Linked DNA regions of Mus musculus: region 2 is linked to region 1. A link is a contact called in public promoter capture Hi-C data. All regions are on one chromosome and are shown on one strand. Each heading gives the region's core, a stretch centred on a gene start, on an enhancer-like site or on the middle of the called end of the contact. The rest is flanking DNA. Distances are from core to core; before and after follow the strand shown. Region 1 overlaps Aldh1a3 (aldehyde dehydrogenase family 1, subfamily A3). Region 2 has its middle 41 kb from the start of Gm33570.

Evidence for each region. Capture Hi-C pulls out chosen DNA fragments and counts their contacts.
Region 2: a contact with region 1 is called in a promoter capture Hi-C map of adipose tissue. The contact joins two enhancer-like sites. A contact is called at or near these places in 1 of 484 Hi-C or Micro-C datasets (embryonic fibroblasts), 3 of 115 datasets of contacts at active chromatin or transcription factors (cardiomyocytes and embryonic stem cells) and 3 of 9 other capture datasets (adipose tissue, liver and pancreatic islet).

Annotation. Positions count from the first base shown.
Region 1 is chr7:66,403,505-66,410,073 of GRCm38.p6, forward strand. Aldh1a3 (aldehyde dehydrogenase family 1, subfamily A3) reads right to left here. Exons shown (of 13, transcript NM_053080.3): 7 at 5,662-5,775; 8 at 4,297-4,399; 9 at 2,470-2,654. Among named protein-coding and RNA genes, the nearest start is that of Lrrk1, 18 kb to the left of the region's middle. Within about 2 kb of position 2,612, at least 17 of the 459 cell types and tissues checked have an H3K27ac peak or open chromatin away from gene starts, as enhancers often do. A contact at or near this core is called in adipose tissue, where this site is marked.
Region 2 is chr7:66,619,363-66,625,931 of GRCm38.p6, forward strand. No RefSeq gene overlaps it. Among named protein-coding and RNA genes, the nearest start is that of Gm33570, 41 kb to the left of the region's middle. Within about 2 kb of position 3,904, at least 16 of the 459 cell types and tissues checked have an H3K27ac peak or open chromatin away from gene starts, as enhancers often do. A contact at or near this core is called in adipose tissue, where this site is marked.

The DNA of each region.
Region 1 (6,569 bases), core at 1,362-3,861:
TAAACCCATTTCAGGTCCAGAAAGTTCTTTGAGATTCTTCCTAAGAAACAATAAAGAATCAAATAGTGAAGCCAACATGATCTCTTGCACACAGAGATGGGGAGGAAATCCAAGCACATAATCACATTTGCAAGGAAATCCTGGAGGGGAACTCCAGGAATAAAGGCCATACGGGAGCCCCGATGTGGGGAGAGGTGAGAATGGGTGGGAGTGGAGATAGTGAACCCCTTCACTGTAGTCCTTTGTACATGGTTAGGGTCTAGAGCGATATGCTTGCATGCCCACAAAATGTAATGAAAGAAACCCAAACACGTCCAGTTCCCAGCCTTCTCTGTCTTTCTCTGGGTGAACCACATCTTGGTTCAAAAGTCCCAGATGGGCTGGCGAGACACTTAGTGAATAACGGTGCTAGTTGTCAAGACTGACAACTGGAGCTGAATCCTGGGCCCAGCAAAGATCCACACAGGAGAAGTAGGCGGCTTCTGGCCTCCATATCCTTGCTGTGGCATGTGCATCCCTCCTCCCATACACAAATGTATACACATACAAAGTAAATAAATAAATGTCACTTAAAAACATTTTTTAAATGTGGGAGGGGGAGTACTTATGTAACCAAACCCTTCTCTCCTCCTAGGGGGCCAACATAGCTCATTGGCGGAACTTCATCAGGCCTCAGGTCTTGGCTGGCTGGAACTAAGTTCTACCGGCAGACCCCATCTGTTCTGCAGGCAGCATGGGTCCCTGTCAGAACCCCTACACACCCATGCTCCACTCCCCCCGATGAGCCCTCATAAACACGTTGTTTAAATCTAATAGCCATCCGTGAAATGTCAGCTGGTGCCTACAGTACAGGAAGGAAGATCTGGCAGGAAGGGAAATGACAGGGCAGGGCACAGCACCAGAAGTGAGAAAAGATGGCCCCCACAGGACCTCTGCAGAGGACGCCTCCGGATCCCGAGCAGGCCAGGTGGCTTCCTTGCTCGGCTGCCAAGTTAACCCAAAAGATGATGGAATGTTCCAGCAAGCGGTCTCCAGCCCCCAGCCCCTGATCTAGGTCAGCAAGCTCTTCCACAGGCCTGAGACACACAGGAGTGTTTAGGCAGCTGGACAGCCTTGCAGAGTAAAACCTTACAGGTCTGTGGAGAGGGGGAGGGGAAAGAACACTTACAGGATCCTAACTAGTGTCCGGTTAGACAGTGTAAGTGAGTTCCACAGGGACTGTGCACAGAGAGCCCAGGTGGGATGGACAAACAGCCCCTCCCCGACCCACTCCACGGAAATGTCACACCAGAGATTTGGGAAGAAAAGGACAGAACCGTCAGGAGAAAACGTTTCCCATCTATTTCAGCTCAATGCTACAATTTGTGGATTCAGTACTGGTTTGTGGTCATGTGTGCACAGACACCATGGGCTACCCTGTGACAGGACTGTAGAGTTTGTGGTTGAGGCTGGGCATGAGGAATGCACACAGCTTCCCCACCAGGGACATGTGACACCAGTGCCACAGAGCACATGGGCTGCAGTCAAGGTTGGTGTCACCTTGGACAGAAAATCCTCCTCCATTTCTTGTCCAGCCAGCATCCACACAGAATAGCTAAGCAAAACTGATAAGGATGCCCTGAAATCACGTGGGGATGTGCATCTTCTAGGTCAGAGAGTTGCCAGTCGGGGCATATCTGCCTTTGCTGAGTTCTTCCTGGTGATGCTATACCCTCCATTTACTCCCATTTCCCAGATGAGAAAACTAAGGGCTGGAACAAACAACACAGAACCTCCTTTGGGCTCAGAAGTATCCTGTGTAAACATTTGGTGCCAATCCAGTGTGCCTCTAGGATAGACAGCAGGGAGTAAGTCGTGGATATGACTGGAAACCTGAGGGCTAAGCAGGAGTCTGACAAAAACAGAGTTGCCACCATTCTCTACTGCAGTGGAGACGTGCGTGCGCTTTACAAACTTCCTGGTTGGAGCTATTCCCATTCCCAAACCAGGCTTGCAGAAACCTGTTCCCACTACCCAGGATACAGCCCAATCCCTAGAGTCTCTTCACCCTCCGGTTACCGAGGGTTACTTCACGCTATAGTGCATGTGGCCTTGCAGGCCCTTGAGTCAAGCTTGTCAGTCATTGCCCTGACTGTCTCCCTCTTCGGCAGGGTTCAGGGAACTCTCTCTATCCCCCCTCCCCCGCTTTGAAGGCCACCATATCAAGAAGGCTGTGAAGGCTTCCCGATATGGCTACGGCAGATAGCCTCGTGCCCCGGATGCACTGGCTCCTCCCTGATTCCCCGAGGATACCGCTCCATTTCCTCACAGAAACAGTTTTTTTCTATCAGCTTCTAAAGAAAAGCTTTGAGTGGACAGCACAAGCCAGTTCTTTTCCTTGGAGGGGGAATCCTGTCTGTGACCATGCTTCTGCCTAGCTCAGTCCCTGCAGGAGCACCACACATGGGGACATGTCTGTTGGTGGGTTACCTGAGGCCCCTGCTCCGTTTTGGCATCGAAGGGGTCTCCAACTGGCCTCTTCTTGGCGAACTCCACACTCCTCCTCACAAACTCCCCGTAGACCTGCTCTTCCACGAACACCCTGGAGGCCGCTGTACAGCACTGGCCTTGGTTGAAGAACACTCCCTGGTGAGCACACTCGACGGCCAAGTCCACTGGGGGTGGGTCGGGGGAGGCAAGAGGAAGCGATTAAGTTGTTACAACAGGCCTGACAGCTGCAACTCTAATTACCCCCACAAGAAAACAGGGCCCAGATGACTGCATTTCAGAAACTAATTTTTCTTTCTTGGCGCTTCCCAAAGGAGAGGACGGGGAGAAGGATTTTTAGATTCACCAAGTCAGAGTTAAGTAAGTCTGGAGACTCAGGCTCTCTTGGTGCCTTTAATGTGCTAATGAGTGTCCAGTGGGAGCACTTTCCAGTTTAACTGTCCATAGAACTCCCCACCCCAGCTTTCCTGTCCCTAGAGGGACTGACTGTATCTCAGCAGGGTTGGACCAGGACAGTCTCACAAGGATCTCAGACCTCCCTGCACCCCACCCCTGCATCTGGGCCAGGGGCCAGGTTAGCGTGGCCCCTCCTGAAGACATCAGTTAATTTTCTGGTCCCTGGTGGGAACCAGGAAGGATGAGTGAAGTGACAAAGTATTGCATGTCACCCTGAACATTATGTCAGGATTTAATTTGGGAGAATGGCACTCCCTGGAGGAGGAGGCCCAAGGAAAAAGGGGAGCAGGCTCTGTTTTCATGACCCTTGGGGAACCAGCCCCTACTTAGGGTTCCCCTCGTCGGTATAGGGACAGCAGGTGGGGCAACACAAAACAGGACTGGCTCTTTGGGAAGGGAGATTGGGACCCTAAGTGTGAGTCACAGGAGGGCTAAATACAAAACTGTTCCAGTGACTCTGGGAGCAGCATTGCTCAGACCAGAGATGGGCAGATCCTCTCCGCAGCCTCTCTGGGAAGAAGAGCGAGTTCTTCCTCACTCTCCTCTCCCACTGAAAGTCAGTTTTAGGGAAAGAAACCGGTCCTTCACATTGTGTTATCATTTCTCAGGGCTATTTGCCATTCCAGCCTTATCTGGGCGCGGAATGGAAGCCTTTGATCTCTGCAGCAGGGATTTCTGGCACGAGGGGACAGTGGGGGAGGCTGTTCTCTATGGCATGGGTGCTCTCAGGTCTTCCATAAGTGACCCAGTGATCAGAAGATGAATGCTCACCGTGGTCCTTCCTGCCCTCTTCTGGACACAAGCGCCAACAATAACATACACACACTTTAATACTGCGTCACCCAGCTCTGGCAAGGCACAAGTTGTGCCCAGCTGTGTGCCAGAGAAGAGCCACACAGGAGTGACACCCAGAGCATGGTTTTTTATGTTTTGAAGGGTCAGCAAGGCTGTCCTCTGGTGTGCCAGCTGCTGTGTCAACTCTTTCAAGAGCCCAAGAAGACTGTAGCCTCAGTGGCTTAAAGATAGAAAACTGGACGCCCAGAGTGGAGAGCCTGCCTCCTCCTTCCCTAGCCCAGAAGGGGCCCTGTAGGAGAGACTAGACCCTGTGTACAGACTCCCCACAGCCTCCTCTATCTCCTTAGGGGCAGGAAGGTGAACTTAGCCTTCAGGTGCAGACCCTGCACTACCCGTAAGCCACATACTTGCACAGCTCAGCAATGTTCTGCCCTCTACAGGCTTGGGCCTGTAGGGGACAATGGCAGGCCTCATGAGGAAAGCATCCCATTGTGTGTGTGTATGGGTCCTGAATGCACACCAGGAGGCGAGGAGAGACCCATAGCCCCAGTGACTCACAGTCAGCATCTGCACACACGATGCACGGGTTCTTGCCTCCTAGCTCCAGTGTGACCCTCTTCAGGTTGCTCCGGGAGGCGGCTTCTCTGACCAGCTTTCCAACCTTCAGGGCAACAATTAGGCTCTGTCAACTCTTAGATGTGGTGAGCGTGTGCAGGCACGCTTTGGGCACCCTGGTCACCTGCCTCAGTGATGCACCCCAGGCATGATGCATCATACTGTCACCCAGCCTTGGCTCACCAGGCTGACCACTGCAGCGGGGCACCATGCTGGGTGACCTGGCACTCCTACTAGTCACAGCGGAGACTCTGCCAGCCCAATATGGAGGTGGTGCTGGTTTGAGAGGTCTGTCAAGCCAGGGAAACACCAAAGATGACATGTGACATGTTCTCTAGAACCCTTTAAAGACCGAGCCCACCTTGGGAGGAGGAGTGAGAATCGGTAGCTGAGGGAATGCCACAGGACCACCCTCCCACATACCCTGACAGGGTCTCTCTGGGACCTGAGCACTCAGTTGGATGCAGGGCTGGCCTAGTGTGCCTCCTGACTCATCCTGTCAACAAGTTTAACAAGGCACCAGAGCCTCAGAACTGGGAAAGACCTGGGAGACCAAGTCAGACCCTGAGACTTTAAGCTGGAGAACTGTGTCCACATTGCCTGGACCTGTTTAATACCATGCAAGGGAATGATGGTTGTAGGCCAGAGTCTAATTTTTTTTTTTAAAGATTTATTTTATTATTATATGTTAGTACACTGTAGCTGTCTTCAGACACACCAGAAGAGGGAGTCAGATCCTGTCACGGATGGTTGTGAGCCACCATGTGGTTGCTGGGATTTGAACTCTGGACCTTTGGAAGAGCAGTCGGGTGCTCTTACCCACTGAGCCATCTCACCAGCCCCAGAGTCTAATTCTTATTGGACTCTCTAAGGATGCTCACTCTGGTTGCCAAAAGGATTGGCAGGACTGGGGTAGGTAGCATTTTGCTTGTCTTCTTCTTTTTTTTTTAATTGATTTGTTGGTACTCTTCACATATGAAGGATATATAAACATTTGGAGAGCTACATGCTGTACAACTGGTTTTCTCCCAGCTTATTTATCATCGCTTGGTTTTAATGATGTTGTTTATTATATGGATGCTTTACATTTTTATTTTATCTTATCTCTCAGCTATTTTTTTTTCGTAAGGCTTCCAAACTCTATTAGCTATTTATTTAGTTTGGGAACTGGAAAATTTTTCTAATAGTTTACGAATAGGTTTAGAAAAAGAGAAGCAAATAGTATTTGAGCTTCTCAAGGAAACGTCGGTGGGTCTCAAATAATGGAGCAGTTGTTGTCTCTGGCAGCAGCTCACAGAGAGGGCGTACCTCTGTGGAGCCGGTGAAGGCTATCTTGTTGATCTGCGGATGGGAGGAAATTGCTGCTCCCACAGTGGGCCCAAAGCCTGGTACAATGTTCACCACACCCGGAGGGAACCCGACCTGGGAGGGACAAAAACGGCATCAAAGGATCAGACAGACAGCACCTACTACAAACCTATCTGCAGGAGTGGCCAAGAGTTGTAGCCCTATAAAGACCCCAAGCAAAGCAGCACCCTCAGAGGGCAACTGGGTGACACACTGGCCAGGATGCACCCACATCAGCTGCAGCAGTCCCGCCCCACTGCTGTTCTTCTAATCCTCTGTGCTGGCTGCGGGTGAAGGCATGTGAGAGAATTCATCACACCCAGGAAGAGTCTATCATCCTAGCAGGTCCTGAAGCAAAGGCTCAGGGATACCACTAGGTGGCAGTGGCTGTCCTGGATAAGACTGCCAGTGTGTGTGTGTGTGTGTGTGTGTGTGTGTGTGTGTGTGTGTGGTGGGGGTGATGTGTTGGGGAGAATGTGTGTGTGTGTGTGTGCGCACGCGCGCTTGTATGTCTGCATGTGTATACATGTACATGCCTATGTGAGCATGTGTCTATGTATATGTCTGTGGGGCTGTAAGAGAATGGGTATGTGAAAGCATTTTTGTTTGTGAGTATGTTTATATGAGTGTGTGAAAGATCATATGTGAGTCTGTGTGTGCGTGTGAGTGTCAACATATGAATATGAGACGTGTGTGTGTGTGTGTGTGTGTGTGTGTGTGTGTGTGTTGAAGGAAGAAGAGTTATCTTGATCACCCCCTCTTCAGACACACACCTATGCCCTTGCTAAGCCAATATCAGATCTACTCTGCCCAGGTAAAATGGGAAATCTTTCTGTTGTGGGTTTGACTTAATGCTTGTATTATGGGTT
Region 2 (6,569 bases), core at 2,654-5,153, 220 kb after region 1:
GTGCTCCAGTCAAGGCCCGGACTAAGGACTCTAGCCTGCGTGGGAACCTCTCTCCCTCTGCCCTCTCTCCTGTAACCCCGGGGTAGAAGGTGTCACCCTAGGGCCCCTGGTATCAGGGGGCTGCCCCTTGTCCACTCCCTGCCGAGTGGAGTCAGTGGCTTAGATGCCCACCTGGGGCTGACTGGAAAGAGTCTGGCAGCCCTCCCGTGTCTGCCTGCCCAGAGCATAGGAGGAACTCTGGCCGGATGTGGGCTCTTTCCCTCCCCCCTCCTTCCCCTACCCCCCATATTTTCCACAGATGTATAAAGTCAGAGTTTTGTAAAGGAATAGAAAGAACTGCTAGAATGAATATATTTATATATCTATCTGTATATATGTATATGAGAGTTCAATAGATAGGTAGATAGATTATATGTATACATTACACACACACACACACACATATATATATATATATATATATATATACATGAATGAGATTTATTAGAGTGCCTTATAGATTGTAGTCCAGGTAGTCCAACAATGGCTGTCTCACAATGGAAAGGTTGGGAATCTGGTAGTTTTTCGAGCCATGAGGTTGATGTGTTAGCAGACCAGATCTGGCATGGAGTCCTGGAAGACTCCCTAAGGTCTGCTGGTCTTCAGTGTACAATGAAATCCTGAAGAAGTTAAATTTAATACCATACATTAGCACAGGATAGATGGACTTGCCAGCTAGAGTGAGGGCAAAGCTTCCTTCATCCATGTCCTTTTGTGTAGGCTGCCACCAGAAGGTGTGGCCCCGATTTAGTTTGGGTTTTCTTGATTTAAATAATCTGATCAAGAAAATTTCTCACAGGATTATGTGGCAGCTTGGGTTTTAGTTAATTCCAGATGTAGTCAAGTTGACAACCAAGTTTAGTCATCACGATGCATGTATTCAATGTTGTGGCAAATTTTCCTCTTGAAAAGCTAGGAATTGGATCATGGTACCCTGACACCATTTCACCATTGAACTATAGACTCTTGGATAGTCAGTAATTCAGTAATCCATATACTCTTGTGACCATAACTCATTTTACACACACACACACACACACACACACACACACACACACACACACAAAACTTCTCTTTTATGTAATTCAATAGAGTACAGATGCTGCTGGGGAGGCAAGGATGGCCCCAAAGAGCAGAGGCTCACACTTTGATAGCTGCCATTCACTAGGCTTACCAGCTGTCATTTGATGGTGCCTGTTGACAGGAGACCTGTGACCATAGTCTAACTGTGGAAACTGAGAACCGGGAGGTTAGAGGACTTATGCATGGCCAAATGACATGACCATAAAAACTGAATGCAGATGCATTTAAAAGCACAGATCCCCAGAGAAGAGCATGAATGGCATCCCCAGATCACAATCCAGCAGACACACCAGCCTTCCTGGAAGTTCTTCCCAGTAGATGCCATCATGGGGGATTCACTTCCCTGTCCCAGGAGCACTCTGCTTTTAAAACAGTTATTGGAAATGAGAGGGAGGAGCCATGACACTGGCTTTCCATCTGGGGACCAACTCTGCTGAGAATACCCTCTTTCAGAGTACTAGCTGGCAGGCTCAGAGTTTCTGATAGATCTCCACCCCCCCCCCCAATTACCATTGAAATAATACTAAAATAGTGCAGTCCAGATTGACATGACACCCTCCTGCCCTGCTTACCTGGGGGCTCTCAAGATGTCTTGCAAGGACAGAGATCCCTTTCTAATAAGAAAAGTCACCCCTTCTTTCGATGTGGGCGCCATGTGTCAAATCCCAGATGGGGCGTTATACTGAATGCATCCAATCTTAGTCCATTTTGCTACTGTAACAAAATTCCATGGAGTAGATAATTTCTTTTAAAAAGTAATTTCTTGCTCACAGATCTGAAGGCTGAGAAGCCCAATAACTGGGCACTGGTTTCTGGTAAGGACCCCAGGTGGAGAACACCATGTGAGAGAACGTTCCAGTAGCAGCTTTACAGCGATCTCCATGTTCCAGGAGACGCCCTGACCCATGTAGGAGAGTGGAGCCCCAGTACTAGTTATTTCTCAAAGATCTCAGGTTCTTGAATTAACACAGTATCAGTCATTAGGAACCCTGGAGGGAGTACTCAAAGCATAACATGCCCTAAAGCTACCCAACCTGGGGTTGTATGGCTGCTTGGACATGTCTCAACCCTGTTGGATGTTGTTGGATGCCACTGGATCAAATGTCTAGTATTTTCTGAGGTGACAAAAGTAGGCTGATGGGTTCATCCAGGAGGCTTTGACATGGCCTCCTGGCTTCAGTCAGGATTATCAAGGAAGAAGAGCTTGGTTTGTTTCCTTGGCCTGTGTTGCTGCAAGTTAGCTTTCCAGCCATTACCTGACTCTTCCTTGGCACCGCTGGCATTGATCCAAACATCTCACACAGCACTGGCAGTGATGCCAGAGTTGGCCAGAAGTCTGTAAGCAGAGACAGCTTACTTCCCTAGAAGCCAAACCAGGATGGTCAGCACCTCAAAGCCCACACCTGGGCCAGGGATGAACAGCTTAGTGATGTCCAGAGACCTGAGATACTGTTCCTTCTTCAGAAGAGTCAGTCCCTGAGAGTAGCTAGGACAGATGGGCACAGGCCACCATCTCACTTCCACTGCTTCCGGTGTGACTTGGAGCCTCTGTGTGCCTCAGTCCAGTGGCTTGAATAGGTTTGGCCTCCATAGATTCATGTATTTGAATGTTTGGCCCACAGAGAGTGGCACTATTAGGAGGTGTGGCCCTATTGGAGTGGGTGTGGCCTTGTTAGAGGAACTGTGTCACTGTGGGAGTGGGCTTTGAGGTCTTCTAGTGCTTAAGCTCTGCCTGGTATGGAATTCCCGTCTCCTCCTGACTGCCTGCAGAAGATAGTCCCCTTCTGCTGCATGAGGATCAAGATGTAGAACCCTCGGCACCTCCAGCGCCATCTCTGCCTGCAGGCCGCCATGCTTCCCACCATGATGATAATGGACTGAACCTCTTATAAGTTCCTTTATAAGAACTGCCTTGGTCATGGTGTCCCTTCACATGAAACCCACTAAGGCACTCAGTTTCCTTTTTAGGGTTAGATGAAACAGAGTAACAGTGAGCCTGTAATGAGCACATTCATGGTCAGTCCGGCTGGGCTGCGCAGCACTGCTGGTCTCCATGATCAGTTGTTTAGGATCAGACAAGGAAACAATGACCTCCCTGCTAAGAGAGGGGCAGAGCTAAAAGTAGTCCTCAGGCCTCACCACTCCCAAGATACCTCTGGGTGGGGCTCATCCCCATGGGCAGGGCTCATCCCCATGGGTGGGGCTCCATCCCCAAGGGCGGGGCTCCATCCCCATGGTTTTCTTTCAGATCCCAACAACTCCAAACTTTGGGAAAAAAGTTTTCCTATAGCCTTGGAGACTACAGCAGTAGTTCTAAACCTTCCTAATGATGCGACCCTTTAGCATAGTTCCTCGTGTTGTGGTGACCACCAATCATAAAATTATTTCCTTGCTACTTTGTAACTGTAATTTTACTATTGAAATACTGTTATGAATTGCAATGTAAATATCTGATATGCAGCCCCCCCCCAAAGAGGTGGTGACCCACATAGGTTGAGAACCATGGCTCTACAGGAAGGAAACAATGTTAAAATGGCATCTGGAAATAACCATGTAGGTTAAGGGGAAAACACAAGAGCCAAACTGATCATCAATCCTCCATGTTCCATCCTCTGTGAGGAGTGTGTGTGTGTGTGTGTGTGTGTGTGTGTGTGTGTGTGCATGTGCACACATGTACATCTGCTTAAAATAAACAAAGCTGTGTCGCAGGCAAGTGAGAGCGAGGGGAAGGGAGTTTCAAGTGTGTCTTGTCAGCTTCCATTTGGTCAACCAGCCAACTTGGGCCACCTATTTACTTTGTTATTAAGTTGTTGGCCTGAGGGGAGAGAGGGTAAGAGGGAGAAGAGACAGAAGAAGGGAGGGAGGGAGGGAGGGAAGGAGAGAGAAGGAAATGAACAAAATCTTTTATTCTTTGGCCTCTTCTGGAGGTGCCAAGGGTTTCCCCTTACTTCAAGTGAAGTCCATATCAAGGCAGGAAAAGTTGAGTCAGATAAAGTGTCACTGTGCGTTGTCCCGCCCTTAGTTCCAGGAAAGGACAAAGCATTTCCCAGCTGCTGCAAATGGGCCAGATGTTTTCCCCATTAGGGCCTTCCTGGGGCAGAAATGATCCTTGCTGTTTAGTGCTCAATTACACTAGTAATCGTCTTGGAAGCCTGGAGTTGCTTGACTTCAATTGCCTTTAGAGACAGAACTTTCAATATGTGCTCTTGTTAATATGTGCTCATCAGCTAGGAAGCACACTTGCCAAGAATGTTTCACCCAACCAGCCTTGCTGCCACTAACCTCTGGTTCACAGGAAATACCAAAGGAGGATAAACAAGCTCAATAGCACAAGAATAAACACAAACCCAGCATGGGGGACATTCTCCAAGACAACTCTTCTGGACTCTTCAATAGATCTGCTCATCCTAAGTCTGTCTGTCTGTCTGTCTGTCTGTCTGTCTGTCTGTCTCTCTCTCTTTCTACTTTTGGGGGAGGGGAGTAAGGAGATCTTGTAGGACAAAAGCTACGCACAATGTATACATTGAAACTAGAACCTGGTTTGATTAATAGACTAATAACATCAAAACAGGATTAATACCATCAAAACAAAAAAGAAATAGTTTTAAGCCAGCTGGAGAAATTTGAACATGGAGAAATTTGATTGTGAAATTATCATCATTTTCTTAGGACTAATACTGGTGCATTTGCTAGATCAAAGAATGTCTTTGTTCTCTGATTGACGTACCATGCTATCCATGACTTTTAAAATAACACAGGAAAGCTGGGGATGCAGTTCAGTGGTGGAGTGCTTGCCTAGAAAATGCAAGGCCGGAGATTAATCCCCACATCCCCAGCACTGGAAACAAACAAAGTTGCTCTGGAAAGGTCCATTTGTGTGCATATGGAGATGGAGCAGTGATGTGAAAATCTTAAGTCACTAGAACTGCATGAAGATGCTCACTGTGCATGAATTTAAAATCAGGGAAAAGAAAAACAAAAAAATAAAGTGAAAGATTTGTCTCTTAACTAAAAGTCACACACCTGAATCTGGGGAAAGATTTTTTTTTTTTAATTAGAGGCCATTCACGTCATGGCACAATGGAGGAAAGGCCACCAGCACGAACCTGGGAAGGGAAAGAGAACAAGAGTGTGGTAAAGGTAAAGACACACAGTGTGGCATCTCAGGAGCAGAAGGGTCAGTGGGAGGCACTCTCTGTATTCCACCTTGGGGGCTGGTGGAAGCTTCATGTGTATAAAGTATAATTAATGAATGAAAAAGCAAAGCTGAAGAGAGCCATGTATGGACTGCTGAGGTGGACTCACAAGTAAGTAAGAGTGCCTATTCCCTGTTGTTTCTGTGGTAACACGACAGACTCCCATATCAGTCTGCAGCCCTGTGGGTGCTGGAGGAAAGAACTGAATTCATTGTTTCCATTTACCCATCTATTCATTCCACATCTACTTACTGGGGGCCTGCTACTGTTTAGGCATATAAAATAGAGAGGGATGTGAACAGATCCACATGGGGAAGTAGGAGGTAGATTCAGACAGAAACAGAATAGACATTTGTGGCTTAGCTTTATGTCAACCTGACATAAGCTAGAGCCATTTGGGAAGGGGACATTTCAATTGAGAAAATGTCTCCATAAGCTTTGCCTATATCTGTGATGCATTTTCTTGATTAACAATTAATGTGGGAAGGTCCAGCTCACTGAGAGCATTGTCACACTGGGAAGGCGGTCCTGGATGGTATAAGAAAGCAAGCCGAGAAAGCTATGAGGAGCACACCACTAAGCAGCATTTCTCCATGGCTTCTGCTTCAGTTTTTGATTGGAGTTTATGCCCAGTCTTCCCTCTGTAATAAAGAGTGACCTGAGAGTTGTAAGATGAGGTAAACTCTTTCTTTCCCAAATTCATTTTGGTCATGGTATTTTATCACAGCAGTAGAAACTCAACTAAGACAACAATATAGATAAACAGGTAGCCAGACAATAAATTCAGATAGAAAAAAATAGATCGTGGGTACTGATGAATGACTGAGAGTAGATACAGATGAAAGATGATTTATAAACACATAATAGATAGGTAGAAGAGAGTTAACAAAGAGACATATTTATCTTCATATAAATAAATTCTGGATATATAAGAGATGCTCTTTAGATGTATATGTAACATACACACATGTTATTGTCTTATTCAGAGTTTCTATTTCTGTGATAAAACACCATGACCAAAAGTAACTTGGGGAGGAAAAACTTTCTTTCCTTTTTTAAAGATTTACTAATTTTATGTATGTGTGTACACTGTAGCTGTCTTCTGACACACCAGAAGAGAGCATTGGATTCTATTACAGATGGTTGTGAGCCACCATGCAGTTGCTGGGAATTGAACTCAGGACCTCTGGGAGAGCAATCAGTGCTCTTAATTGCTGAGCCATCTCTCCAGCACCCGAAAAACTTAATTTC